Linked DNA regions of Ovis aries: region 2 is linked to region 1. The links are chromatin contacts, called in public Hi-C maps. All regions are on one chromosome and are shown on one strand. Each heading gives the region's core, a stretch centred on a gene start, on an enhancer-like site or on the middle of the called end of the contact. The rest is flanking DNA. Distances are from core to core; before and after follow the strand shown. Region 1 overlaps MYO5A (myosin VA). Region 2 overlaps MYO5C (myosin VC).

Region 1 (7,182 bases), core at 2,898-5,397:
GGGTTTTTTCTGCTGACTGGGAGCAGTGGATGTACATCTCACACCACCTCTATCCCAACTGCGACAGTGCTATAGAGATTGGCTGTGCTGTGCTAAGTCGCTTCAATTGTGTCCAACTCTGCAACCCTGTGGACTACAGCCCATCAGGTTTCTATCCAGGAGTTCTCTAGGCAAGAATACTGAGAAGATGCCCTTCTCCAGGGGATCTTCCCAACCCAGGGATCGAACCCACGTCTCTTATGTCTCCTGCATTGGCTGGAGGGTTCTTTACCCCTAGTGCCACCTGGGAAGCCCCACAGAGACTGGAAGTCACTCCAAATGATTCCTCAGAATGCAGAGCTACTTTCTGGAAATTAAGGATTCACTAGCCAATCAGAAAAGTTCAGAATAAAGTCACAAAAGATTATGACTGGGGTGCCTGGGGAATAAGAATTAATGAATGCTCTGTGTAAGCTAAATTATTTAGAGCACTACCATTAGAATTCCATGATTTTTCACTTTGCCAACAAAGATCCGTATAGTCAAAGCTATCGTTTTTCCTGTAGTCATGTATGGATATGAGAGTTGGACCATAAAGAAGGCTGAGCACCAAAGAATTGATGCTTTTGAAACATGGAGCTGTAGAAGACTCTTGAGAGTCTCTTGGACTGCAAGGAGATCAAACCAGTCAATCCTAAAGAAAATCAACCCTGAATATTCATTGGAAGAACTGACACTGAAGCTAAAGCTCCGATAGTCTGACTACCTGATGCAAAGAGCTGACTTGTTGGAAAAGACTCTGATGCTGGAAAAGATTGAGGGCAGAAGAAGAGGGGTGACAGAGGATGAGATGGTTGGATGGCATCATCAACTCAACAGACATGAGTTTGAGCAAACTCCAGGACAGAGTGAAGGCCAGGGAGGCCAGGGTGCTGCAGTCCATGGGGTCGTGAAGAGTCGGACCTGACTGTTTTTGAACAACAACAAAAACTAAACAACATCAATGACTGGCACTGTGAGAGTATTTTCTCTTACACATCATTCCTATGAGTTATAAAGCACTAATAATCAGGGCTTACAAGGATAAGTGAAAAACTGACTTTTCCTACAGATAGTTAAGACTATAGACTCATTATTTTCTGAGGGTTAAAAGTAGAATTTGGTCCTTATATGATCTTTCTATTGAAAGTAAAAGTCTTTATTTCAAAAACAAGAATCAAAATGTTCATATAATGTTCCATTGAAGTTAAAGGACTTTCTTAGAAAAAAACAGAAAGTGCTGGTCAGAAATTTGTAAGAATTCACATGAATGTTTTTAACTTTTCACTGAATACTTGAATATCTACTTTGTTAAACTAAGTAGATAACTAACATCCTGGTGTGCTCCCTATAGGATGGACATGAGCCGTGCTCCCCTCCCAGTGCTTTTCTGATGAGAGTCAGAAGGTGGAGGCTGGGATCGACCTCATAATCAACTTCAGATACACATCACAGTTTGTTACGATCTGGAATATTGTTTTCCTACTAGAATGCAGTGTTTCTGGTATCTAAGCCTAAGAAGAATAATTTCAAAGTGCTTCGGACCACATCTGAAATTGCACTCAGTGATCTAGAAGTCAGTTTTTACCTGGATGGAGTGCTTAAGGCCATGTTTCTGGTGCATCCCTTCAAAATGACATAGCAAAAAACAAAAACCATCAATTTTCTCTCATGATATCTCTCAAAGGCACAAGAGAGCCTAGAACTGCTGTGAGGCAATAATTTCACATAAAATACCACTACATCGTGGTTAAAAATGCAAACTCTCAGCTCAACAGCCTGAATTTTAATTTGGCTTGGAAACTGACTAGCTACAAAGTTTCTATACCTCAGTTCCCTCCTCTGTAAAATGGGAGCAGTGATAATATCACCTCATCATAGGATTAGATGAATTAACATTTGTAAGGCATTTAAAATGCTACATGACACATCTATTTGATAAATTAAATCAACAGTAGGGCTGATTTTGTTAGAAAAATTATTATTATAATATGTTAAAAAGCTAATGCTTAAGTCATAAACATTTTAATGAATATATCCTAATTGGAGAAAGCCTATACAAGGTTACCTTGCTTGATTTAAGAACTTTAATTTGTTCTTCAAAAACGGTGTCTTTATTCTTTTCCAGAAAGCCTTCACACTGGTATTCCACCTGAAAACACATTGGAAAATCTTCTTAGCTAATAAAAGCTTTGAATAGATACAGTTTATCATCAACAACAAAAATAAGTATTAGGCCCAGGCTATATGATGGGCTCTCAGTGAAGTGTTATTAGTTTTATTATAAGAAACTAGTATCATTCTTGGTAAGAAGCATGTTAACTCCAGAGTAAAACTCTCAAATACTGCTTTTCCTAGAGAACAGTGGCAGTGCTGATTAACTGTGATCTAAAAGATGATCCCAATTCATGCATAAGCAGACTAATAAGAAGCTGTTCTCTTCTCTCAGGTAAACCAAAGAGAGCTCCCCCAAGGCCAACCACTGTATCTCCTCCAAATCTGCTTCACCTTTCCACAGGGGAAAGTCTCATTTGGGAAGAAGAGACTGAAGTGAGAGGGAGGGTCAGAAGGAACAAACAGCTATCTGGCAGGAAGCTGAAGTGATGATCACGGACAGAGGTGGAGGCTGGGTAAATACTGTATGAGCTGGTAAGTAGGACTACATGAGACTGGACTCTCCTTGTTTCTAAAAGACTTCAGCTATTTACCACTCAAGGGTCCCCAGACTGTAGAACAAAGCCCTTAGATGGCCCTGAAGCCATCCAAAGATCTCCAGCTATACACAGGACAGACTCTGAAAACCCTCAATTGCTGGCAGGGACCATGGGACGCTGACCAGAAGCCTACCCCTACAACCTCCTTGAAATATAAACTAGTGTCGCAGCTCCAGATGTTCTGAGTAGACTCTAGAACCTGTGAAGCAGCAGGCCTGCATGCCTTGTTAGCAGGGACCCACCCAATCAATCTCAGAGGGCCACACTCGTCTATAATTTCTTTTCTGAAACCTCTAGGGTCACTATCCAGAATCTTTAAGTAGAATCTTTAAGTAGATCTGAAGCAGCAATCTGTAATCAAACATATTAATATTTCTACACTGAAATATATAAATATCCACCTAACTGGGGTAAATAAAGACTATAAATAACCTCATCTTACTTCAGGTCAAAGATCAGGTTTAGCCACTAAATGAATTATGAAAATACTTGCGTATTTCAGTTTCTTGGATTTCAGAATTATAGATACAGGACTGTAAACACTCACTTATTTCAATAATATAATTCCATTTAGGTTAAACCAATAAGCCAACAATTAAGCTTACTTTTCCTAAAAAGAGCTAAAGAATGAAAGCTCAGCAAAGAAAAAACTGCTGTTTATCGATTCGTGATTTTTTTCCTCTTTGAACTTAAGTATTCAAATAGAAAAGAGATAATAAAGCTTCCTTACTTTGTCAGCAAAATGCTGGATGATGAAAGCTTTGTTTGATAGGCGGGGCTTCTCAAATAGTGCACATTTGTTCAAATGTGTGTTGTACAATTTTTGGGCCCAAGTGTCATCTGTACCTTTAGGCATCTACATTCAGGAGAAAAAAAAGAGTAAGAAAACAAGGTGAATATTGTTATGGGGTTCTTCTGATGCATCACCCAAGAGACTGTGTTTTGGCTTTGCCTAACACGACTGAGAGACTTCACTTTCACTTTTCACTTGCATGCACTGGAGAAGGAAATGGCAACCCACTCCAGCATTCTTGCCTGGAGAATCCCAGGGACGGCAGAGCCTGGTGGGCTGCCATCTATGGGGTGGCACAGAGTCGAACACAACTGAAGCGACTTAGCAGCAGCAGCAGCAACAACTTTAACATCCAATTCAGGAACTCATTCCTTTCACATTTCTCTCTCAGAGGTCCCAAATCAATGATTGGGGTGTGTGTGTGTGTGTGAAGGGGGGGAGGTGGTGTGTGTGTGTGTGTGTGTGTGTGTTTTCCTCTGTCCATGTAATTTTTCAGGTGAGAATACTAAAGTGGGTTGCCATTTCCTACTCCACGGGGTCTTTCTGACCCAGGGATCTTGGGTCTCTTGCGCTGGCAGGCAGATTCTTTACCACTAGCGCCACCTGGGAACGAAAAGCAACAATTGAGACCTGCCCATGGGTGACTCAGCCCAAGCTTTGACTAACTCAGTCTGCCTGGACCAAGGGTCATCAAATAAACACTCAATATACTTTTATAGCAATGAAAGCCTCACAAATGAAAGATGACATACCATGATTATCATATATTTCAAACAATTTGTTAAATAAAGACAACATTTGCACATAGTAGATTATTTATATAATTCAGAAAGGTATAAAACAGAGAATAGTCTCCTCTCACCATTTCCAACTGCTTTATCTGTCTTTAAAGGCATGGATACAAACAGTATCATTCTATAAACTCCTTGCATTTTTAAAAATTTTTATTTTTCTAAATTAAGGAAGTATGATAACACATTTACAGGAGATTTGAAAAATATAAAACCAGGTTACATATAGTTTCACTATATATTACAAGTATTTTTTAAGTAGATAAATTAAGATTTTTAGTTGGAGTTTCAATATCAAATCTTCAAAAATTAATAGAATGAATATACAGAGAAGTAGAAGGATCTACTAGATCTGAAAAGCACTGTGAACCAATTCAACATAATTAAGATTTATACAATTTTTATACAACAGTAGGATACAAATTCTATCCAAGTTCCCATAGACTGTGAACAAGGAGACACTGGGACATATCCAGGGGTATAAAACAAGTTGCAAAAATTTCAAGGTCTAAAGGTATTGAAATTAAACAAAGTCTGTTCTCTTATCACTGTGGAATTATGCTAGAAATCAGTATCAAAAGATATTTAAAAATAACCCACATATTTTCATGTGCAATGTGACATTTGCCAAGAGGGATTCTCAACTTAGCCATCCTTGTATTTTTTTTTTCTTAATAATAGCATTCTTGTATTTATGACTACTAGGTTGTTACTGATTTTTTGTTATTATGAAAACTGCCACAATGGCTCCTTTTAAAGAAAAACTTTGGATTCTTTTGTAAGCATATTCATAGGGTAAACTCTCAGCATTTCTACTTCTGGTTCAAAAGCTATGTGTATTTAAAATCTTGATAAATATTCCTCAAAAATATGTTCTACTAACTTTTGTCCTTCATCAAGAGTATATATGCAATAAATGCTAATTTGGTATTATCAAATTTAAACTCACTTGACAGGTAAAAAGCTGTGTCTTATTTTTGTTTTGATTTATGTTTTATTTAATTTCAAGTGAAACTGAGCACCTTTACATGTATTCTTTTTGTTTATTGAAGGCATAGTTGATGTACAGTATTATATTAGTTTCAGTATGCCATAGTGATTCAATATTTTTGTAGATTATATTCCATGTGAAGTTCCTATAAAACTCTGACTACATTCCCTGTGCTGTACATTGCATCCTTGCATCTTGTTTGTCCTATACATAGTAGTTTGTTCCTCTTAATCCTGCCTGCACCTGTCTTGCCCTTCCCACCAACCGTCTCCACAATGGAAACCACTAGTTTGTGCTCTGGGATCCAGGAGGCTCTTTTTGTTTTGTTACATTCATTTGTCCATTTTATTTTTTTAGATTTTACATATAAGTGAAAACATACAGTATTTGTCTTTGCATTCTTATTGTAGGAAATCTGGATGCTTAGGAGGATCAGTGTACATGAACTTGTAACTTAAATGACATATAAACTAAAGAACAACTAAGGGAAAAGATAGGTTGTCTAGAATCACTCATCAGTGAAGCCAGGGATCCAATATTTTTTCCACATGCTGCATCTTCAAATATTAAAACTAAAACTCTTTACCTACCATACATATAAGTAATAAAGAACAACTAGTCAAGTTTAAAATTATAGATATTTAGAACTATTATTCAAAATACCTTTTGCATAATTTCTTACATTTCCTGAACTATATCATACCATTGAACAAAAGTACCAAATATAAGCATATCAATAACAAAAGTGGCTAAAATTGGTAGTAGCTGTATCTAATGCCAGTTTTTCACATAACTTAGAAACAGCTGTAAAGGGAAGGGAGATTCTCCTAGTTTCAACTATATTTTGAACCCTTTGGAGCTAGTGATCCTTCAGAATGCAAGTTAGGGTAACCCCCACTTGTTGCCACTGTGGCGCTTCATGATATACTAGTGAATCTCTGCTTAAACCTATTTACCATTTTACCTCAACGTACAATTTTGATATATTAAATACATCAGAAAATCATACTTACCTTGCATTCCTCATCCAGCAAATCTAGAATGCCCAGTTTAGATTCTATAAGATTAATGCAAGGCTGATTATCATAAAAATCTATGAGTGTCCATGGAATTTGTTCTTTCATATATTCTTCTTGTTCTAATTTGAAAACGTGCTGAAATGGAAAAGAAAAAAACTGGCATTACTATATTACTGTCATAAATGTTAGTCAATAAACATGCATAAAACAGAATTTGAGACAGTCAATGGCTTCTAGCAGCAATCTTGGAGAAACACGATTTACAGGCAGAGAACAATATAAGAAAGCAAATATAAACCACACGTGGAGAAATCTCCGCTACATAGGATTTTTGGCAAACAAGAAAATCTAGGTATGTGAATATTTAAATATCTGATAAGTGTGGCAGCTTTTGATTTTTTGATATATACATATCCAAAACCACACTATGTACTTTTGGCCCCTTAAATTATCGCACAGTGTTGCTAACCATATGGGCATAGAAATGCCTTAGCTGGCCTTGAACAACCTGCAGAGAGGATGCCCTCCAGACTACTGAAACATTCTGGGTGATGCTTACAGCATGACAAAGTATGTGCCTCAGAATTAGATAACAGTTGGTCTTTTGTGTCTGCCTTGATTATCCTCCACAGTCAGGGAATGTATGGCTCACTTTTTTGGCTTCTACATCCTATTCTGCCAGCAGCTGCAACCACTACAAACACATTACTATTTCTGCTAAATGCTTCAGCCACTGCTTCTCATCTCCATTCACTCACTTAAGCACAAATATGTATTGACTGTCTACCATGTCCCAGTCACTACACACCATTAGCAAAATAGACACAGACTCAGCCCTAATAGACTTTGAAGACTA
Region 2 (7,182 bases), core at 3,394-5,893, 130 kb before region 1:
TTGGCCTTGGTGCCTACCTTTTAATCTTACATCACTGCAGGGACTAAAACATAGGTGGCATCAGAAAGGATGGTTTGTGAGAAGAACAATGGAATTGAGAATTATAGGGAGAAAATACCAGTACGTCTTCAACGTTATAATCATGGACAATTCCACGGACGAGGAGACGGAGCCACGTCCTCGCCCGGGCGGGAGGGGACGCACTGGAGCCATCGCGGAGGCGTGCTCTGCAGCAGGTTGAGCCGTCATCGCGAACTCCCCACGGGGCCCCGGTGCCTGCGCCCGTGTTTCCGTAGGACGCGCAGGGGCCCCTTTCACAGCTGTGCTGGTGCTCCGCGAATGCCCCCCTGGTGTCCTGGAATTGACTACTCACGCTCTGTTGTAATTATCATTAAACTGACTATTTTTCTTATGTTAAAAAAAAAAATCATGGACAAGTGAAGTTGCTCAGTCGTGTCTGACTCTTTGAGACCTGATGAACTGTAGCCCACCACGCTTCTCCATCCATGGGATTTTCCAGGCAAGAGTACTGGAGTGGGTTGCCATTTCCTTCTCCAGAGGATCTTCCCGATCCAGGGATTGAACCCAGGTCTCCCGCATTGTATGCAAGACACTTTACCATCTGAGCATGGAAGGGGGTGATAAATCTTTGGGAAAAAAAATAAGATGTGTGTGTTTAAACATTAAAATATCAATTTCAAACCCAAAAGACCAAATACCATCCTAGGGATTATTTTTTCCTATGGCCCCATGAAGGCCACTGCTAGGCTGACTCACTATAAAGTTGTTCCTCCCAGAAAGTAATAACAATAGGAAAATTCCTAGAGTCTCTTTTCTCAATTGTATGATGTTGATTTTTCAGCTGCACCTCCCAGTGGGTGACTCATGGAATCAGGAAGTAAGACAAAACTCAATCCCTGTTAGTCATTAACAACTGGAGTGTGGTCACTTGCTGTTTGCATGTCTACTCTATATACATACCCAGAGTCAGCTTCAAAGTGCTCCTCCCTGTTAGACATGACCTAAGAGGTCATGCATGTTACCCATGGGTGGGCTATACATGCTGAGGGTGGGAGGTTTACTCAGCCTCTTGGGGTTCCTGCTATGGACTGCTGTCCCAGAATTAACAGCAAATCAACTGGTAATTGATCAATCAGGAATTTACATGTAGATTTTTAAAAATTCTATTTGGAAATAGGCTCATCTATTATTGCTCTGAAGTTAAAGAAAATTATTTTTAAAAGTTACCAAGCATTCTTCATCCAGTAACTCCAAAATGCCCATTTTTGCTTCAATCAGGTCAATGACTGGTTGGTTGTCATAAAAGTCTATGAGAGTCCAAGGAATGTCTTCCTTCATATACTCTTCTTGTTCAAGTTTAAAGACATGCTGGAAATCCAGAAGTTAATATAGAAAGTAAGAGAGAGTATTAGAGTGTACTTCTGAAGAACAGGACATAGACATTTGGAAAATGTAGGCACATGACTTCATCTGTAATGTTTATGGAAGCCTCCGAGGTGCATGTCACTCCCCTTACCCACAATCAGTGCTGCTGAGGTCCTATCATGGGTCTAGTTGTCATCTTGCTGCCCAGGCTGAGTGGGTCCCCACATCCTGGGGTGTAAACTCTGGGCCAGCCTGCCACCCTTGGCACTCAAGGCGGTCCTGGAACCTCTCCCTGCTCAGCCACTGCTGCTGTCAAACATGGAGCCAGACTCTTTGACTGGGTTAAGAGCAAGCCCACCCAAGAGGGCTGGCTGTGGGGCCAGTGTGAGAGGCTAACAACTTGAAGAGCTTTGTGCATTACTTGTTTGAACAACAGGGGTACAGGGAAGGCCTTCCAGAGGGCTGGCTGGCTCAGGGTCATCCTGGCTGCAGGTGGCAGAAGGGGGAGGGGCTGCAAGGAGAAAGGCTCCCATGGGAGAATCCCACTGGGAACTGCAGGAAGCCCAACAGGTGGCTGGGAACCAGACAGTGCCCACACAAGCAGAGAGAGAGACAGAGAGAAAGAGCACACAATGGTAATGGCTGGAGTGATAGATGGGGCTGCTGAGGACGGCAGAGGGGAAATCATGCCAGACCAGATTTGTAGTGAACCCCCAGAGAATCTCAGTCCTGTGGCCTTTTCCTGGGGGAGAGAGGACCCATGGAGTTCATGACAAGACTTAGGTTCTGTAAAGGTAACTTGGTTTGGAGGTGGGAATGGCTTTGAAGAGACCAGAACTGGAGGGGAGGGCCCAGACAGGACTCAGCCCAGGGTTCTGCAGAGGCTGGATGCTGTGCAAGGAAGGGGAATAAGAGCAAAGAGGCTGGGTGAACACAAGGCTCAGGACACCGGGTCAGGGGTGGTGCTTTAACCACAGAAGGGAGCACAGATGGCATGGAAGCCAAGAGAGGAAGGTGGCAGGGTCATTTTGTCATGGCTTAGCTCCCAGAGGCTACTCAGATGCAGCGGTCCAGCAGAAGGCAGATCAATGGGACAGGAGCCAGGAGAGAACTCACTAGGGCTTATACTTATATTTTAAGTCATTACCCCTCCCAGGAGGATCTGCATATTGATAGATGTCTCTAACAACATCAAAGGGGGAAAAATAAGGAGGATTTAGTGGAAGAGGAGGAAAGGCAGAATAAAAAAAGAAAAGAATGAAATTTCAGCCTCTGATGTGCTATTTTCAGAGTGTCTCACACATGTATCATTCTAAGGTTGTGGTGAATATGTGTCTTGGGAAGCAAGGTGGCCCTGGAGTCCAGAGAGGGGCAGGATCCACATGTACTATTTGACTTCAGGTGAGTTATGCTGCACATCCACTTGGAATAAATCTTAGTTTCAGTTTTAAATGCTAAACTTCCAGGGAATCCATGAGAATGATAACAGAGTACAAATGTGGGGTAAAATTTAATGCTTATACACGGATTAACTCTGGAGCAAGGAATAAGAAAGCAAAGAAGCATTTACTGAATGTGATTCAATATTAAGTGTTCTCCTCACAAGAATACTAGGAAAATACATCTGACCCATTTTCAAAAATGAGAAAACTGAGGCTCAGAGAACCCAAGCCCCCAGGGGAAGGAGGTGGTAGATCTGAGACTCAAATCCACTTCAGTTTCAGCAAAAGCTCATGCTGTCTATGATGTCACACTATCTTTTCCTCATGAGTTGTGTGGGAGAAGCTGAATTTCAAAAGACAGGCAGGGGCTCTCCAGGTGAAGAGGAAGGGATGGGAAAGGACAGGGGCAGGTGGGTTGTGGCAGAGAGTAGGTGCAGATACCGAGGCTCACAAGGACTGGAGCCTGCAGGAAACTGAGTGACTTGGTCTGGCTGGAAGGGGTCTGTATCCAAGAATGGCAGGTGATGAACTGAAACAAACGTTGGCAGGTGCCTCCACAAAAATGAAATCGGGCGGGAAGGTGCAGTTTCAAGGAACAGCCACAAGATGGTGCAGTAAGCCAGCATGTGACTCTCTATGCTGGCGAGATTTGAAGAGGCAAAGAGCCAAACTCGGCCTCTCTCCCTTTTCAGACAGACAGACAGACACAGCTGAGAGCTAGTTTCAAGTAGGCAAAAAAGTCACCTACCAGGTTAAACTGCTGTTGCAGCTTTTCATTAGCATAATTGATGCAAAACTGTTCAAAGCTGTTCACATCAAAGGTTTCAAAACTGAAATACAGTTTAAACTAGTTAAGACATAACTTGAAGGACATACACATTTGCTTATAGGTTAGTATTTTTCACAACTTTCACAACTTTCACAGTTTTTTATGTTTTCTGTGAGTTGTAAACATGCCTCAATTCTTGTTTTAACCATCCTAGCAGTGAGCTGATAAATCACGTTTTTCCAGGCGGCCCCAGGAAGGAATCTGGTGTGTACAAAACACCTACTTGAGGCAGGGACTAAAGTAGGCGTGTGCACAACATGGCATATCACACAATCTGTACAACAACACTGACATCAGCCTCATTATCCTTAGTTCATAGATGAGGAAACAAGACTGAGAAGTTCAAAAATTTGTCTGGGTCACACAGTCAGTGTCAGAGTTAGCTATGAGTCCACCTGACTGTAACACTTCTGCTCCCAGTGAAAAAAGCAACGTTGTCTCCTGCGCCCCCACCCATTGCTGAAGGCAGAGGCAGCACGGTTTTGCCTCCCCGAGGGGCGCTTTCATAGTCCTCACAGGAAAAGAGCAAGGTCACAGCCCAGCAGACCCCTTCAGGCCCAAGGAAGACGCGGCCCCACCTCCATCTTCAGACTTTCAATGGCTGCCTCTGGAGTTGCAGACCCAGGAGCTGAAAAGGCCGGGAGACGACAGCATGGAGAGGGGCTGGAACTGGGTGGGACCCATGATAACCAGGTCTGCCCTACAGGATGGTTGCTGCTCAGCTCGAGCCAGCTGTGGCCATGGCTTAATCAGGTCAGGATGTCTGGTCACCTGACTCTCAAAAGAATCCAGAAACCTGGACTTTTACGTGAATTACCTCCCTCTGTAAAACATGATGTAGGCTGAACAGAACTGGGGCACCTGATCCACCCCCTGGGCAGAGGAGCGCTCCTGCCAGGAGGAATGCGAGCACTTTAGGTGTTGGTGCTGATGCCCATCACCATGCTTAACCCTAACACCACCCTAGGTGAAGGGCTGCCCTTACCCCACCGTTCCACACAACGGTCAGAAGAGATGGTGACCATCACAGAGCGGTGCCAGACACGCGAAATCTGACCCCAGCTCGTGGTGACTCTAAAGCCTTAGTTCTTAATCGCTCTAATCCTGAGTTTCCTGCCAGCTCCAACCACAGGTCCCCTGGGAGTCTCACATGTCTGAGCCCATTTGGCTCAGTGTAGAATTTCTGAGGAGGTGAAGGTCCCAGACTGTTCATGGAGCAAGAGGAGAACCCAGAGCCCTGACAGCCCCATTCCACTAGTGCCCTGGGTGATCGAGAGGCTCGGCCGGCTGGACACTGCAGACAGGCCACAGCTGGGCCTGGAGGTGAGGCAGAAGGGCCTCACTGTGCTCTGCAGCCCACAGCTGGGGCCAAAGGCAGGACTTCCTAGGGTAGAGGCAGGATGTCAAACATCAATGACTTTCCTTTTCCTGTTCACATCAGAATAATCCTTGTGGTTTGTAAAGATGCATTCACAATTTCTTCCATTTGACTTGTCCTTGCGAGAGAGGCCCCATCTTACAGACACAGAAACTGAGGTTCAGTGATGCCCTCCAGGCCATACAACAGGGTGGTGCAGTGCTTACTCCTTGGGATCTGACTCCTGGCCCCAAGCTCTTCCAGCTCGGTGTCCAGAGAACATAAACATCTGGCTGGCTAGGGAACCACAAGCCTCCTCGACGACCGGAGCTGAAATCTCAAGGCTCACAGCTTGGGCTTTCATTGTCTTCATGCAGGGTAACTTTCCCTTTCAGGCTGCCTTATTCCCAGTTCATCCTGAGCTCAGCTCTCACAGCAGCTGCTGCTAAGTCACTTCAGTCGTGTCCGACTCTGTGTGACCCCATAGACGGCAGCCCACCAGGCTCCCCTGTCCCTGGGATTCTCCAGGCAAGAACACTGGAGGGGGTTGCCATTTCCTTCTCCAATGCATAAAAGTGAAAAGTGAGAGTGAAGTCGCTCAGTCATGTCCGACTCTTAGTGACCCCATGGACTGCAGCCCACCAGGCTCCTCCATCCATGGGATGAGGGCTAATCCAACCATGGGTATACTGGAGAAAGGCATGAAAGGATTCACTCCAGACAGTAACACTCTTATTTAAAGAGGAGAGCTTACTTTTTTGGAGGGGTAAAATGAATTCATGGGTGACAAGTGAACATGTTACTGTTTAAATTTTTAAAGAGGGGTTTAATTTTAAAATTTAAATTTAAAATATACTCTAACAAGTTCTTAAAAATTTGCAGTTCCTCCTGTTTGAAGTTTGCCCACTTAGCCAAAAATTTAAATTCCTTATTACCATGGTCTATCAACTTTGTGGATGCCTAATGCCTGCCTGCTGTTCTCCTGACTTCTTATTCTCAGCTGCCCCCTCTCTTCCTGGTGCCTGGTTAACTGGTGGCACATCCATCCACTTATTCCCTTCCCAGGAACCATCCCAATCTCTGATGGCTTCTTCCTCCACTAAAATTTAAGTCCCAACAGGGCAGGGGCCAGATGTCCATTCTGTTCACCCATCACACCTGACACAGGTCCTGGTACATGACTATGTGTTCTTGAATGAGATAATATATTCTTAAAAATAAAGGGCTATTTATTTTAAAAAACACAGAAAAGAACAGAGAAAAATATAACAATCACTTATTTCCATCACAATGAGAGAGACTGTCATTAAGCAGGACTATTTCCATTTAAAAATCTACTTAGATGATTACTGGCTGCTCAAATCCTTATTTTTAAGGTAAATAATTTACTAGACTACCCCAGCAATGTAAGAGTTTTATAACTGTTGACAGATACTGTTAATTGGGAGTCACATGTATTAACTTAGAACCCAGATGGCAACCCACTCCAGTGTTCTTGCCTGGAAAATCCCATGGACAGAGGAGCCTGGCGGGCTACAGTCCATGGGGTTGTGAGAGTCGGACACGACTTAGTGACTAAACCACCAAACTATCACCGTGTTAAACAGGTAACACCTCTGAGGCTCGTATGAAATAATGATTTCTCTGAATTTGGGTAGGAGTTCTGCCTGCCTCACCCCACAGCACGTAGCAGCCGGCCGGCAGAGCTAGCTCGCCTCTCCATATGGGAAGGTAGGAGGGTGAGTTGCTTTCTCCAGGGTGTGAGGGGCTACTCCCCAATCCAGGTAGAATACTCCATGATGCCTTCCCTGGGACAGTCTACCCTTCTCCCTCTGAGAAGCCAGGATTGGTCCCGGGAGGGGAAGGGGTTAGGGGCTTGAGGCCAGCCTCTAACAAACAAAAGCCCTAGTGCTAACTTCCCCCAGAGCTGGCCTCCATGCTGGCCGGGCTTCCCTCCCTCACTCTCTCTGGCTACTCTATTCTTTAAGTGTCTTTAGGATGAGTCTGACCCAGAAAAGCAGGACTGGGCAAAGAAAAGAAGCTAAAGAAAACCCTCCAGTGTGGTAACTTGATCCACCAAATGTATCAGAATTCATGGAGAATGGGGCAAACACATGACCCCTATGATCCAAGAATGGAAGAGGATGTAGGCATGAGGGGCCTGACTG

What was found. Hi-C and Micro-C count contacts between places; a contact is called where the count stands out from the background.
Region 2: a Hi-C map of liver shows a contact between it and region 1, with 4 times the contacts expected there. The contact joins two enhancer-like sites. A contact is called at or near these places in 3 of 16 Hi-C or Micro-C datasets (blood, liver and mixed tissues).

The regions. Positions count from the first base shown.
Region 1 is chr7:56,097,741-56,104,922 of ARS-UI_Ramb_v3.0, reverse strand. It overlaps MYO5A (myosin VA), which reads right to left. Exons shown (of 39, transcript XM_015097041.4): 12 at 6,321-6,461; 13 at 3,463-3,588; 14 at 2,087-2,170. Among named protein-coding and RNA genes, the nearest start is that of MYO5C, 89 kb to the left of the region's middle. Within about 2 kb of position 4,147, at least 1 of the 54 cell types and tissues checked has an H3K27ac peak or open chromatin away from gene starts, as enhancers often do. A contact at or near this core is called in liver, where this site is marked.
Region 2 is chr7:56,232,957-56,240,138 of ARS-UI_Ramb_v3.0, reverse strand. MYO5C (myosin VC) reads right to left here. Exons shown (of 40, transcript XM_060417939.1): 11 at 3,577-3,658; 12 at 1,249-1,389. Among named protein-coding and RNA genes, the nearest start is that of MYO5C, 46 kb to the right of the region's middle. Within about 2 kb of position 4,643, at least 6 of the 54 cell types and tissues checked have an H3K27ac peak or open chromatin away from gene starts, as enhancers often do. A contact at or near this core is called in liver, where this site is marked.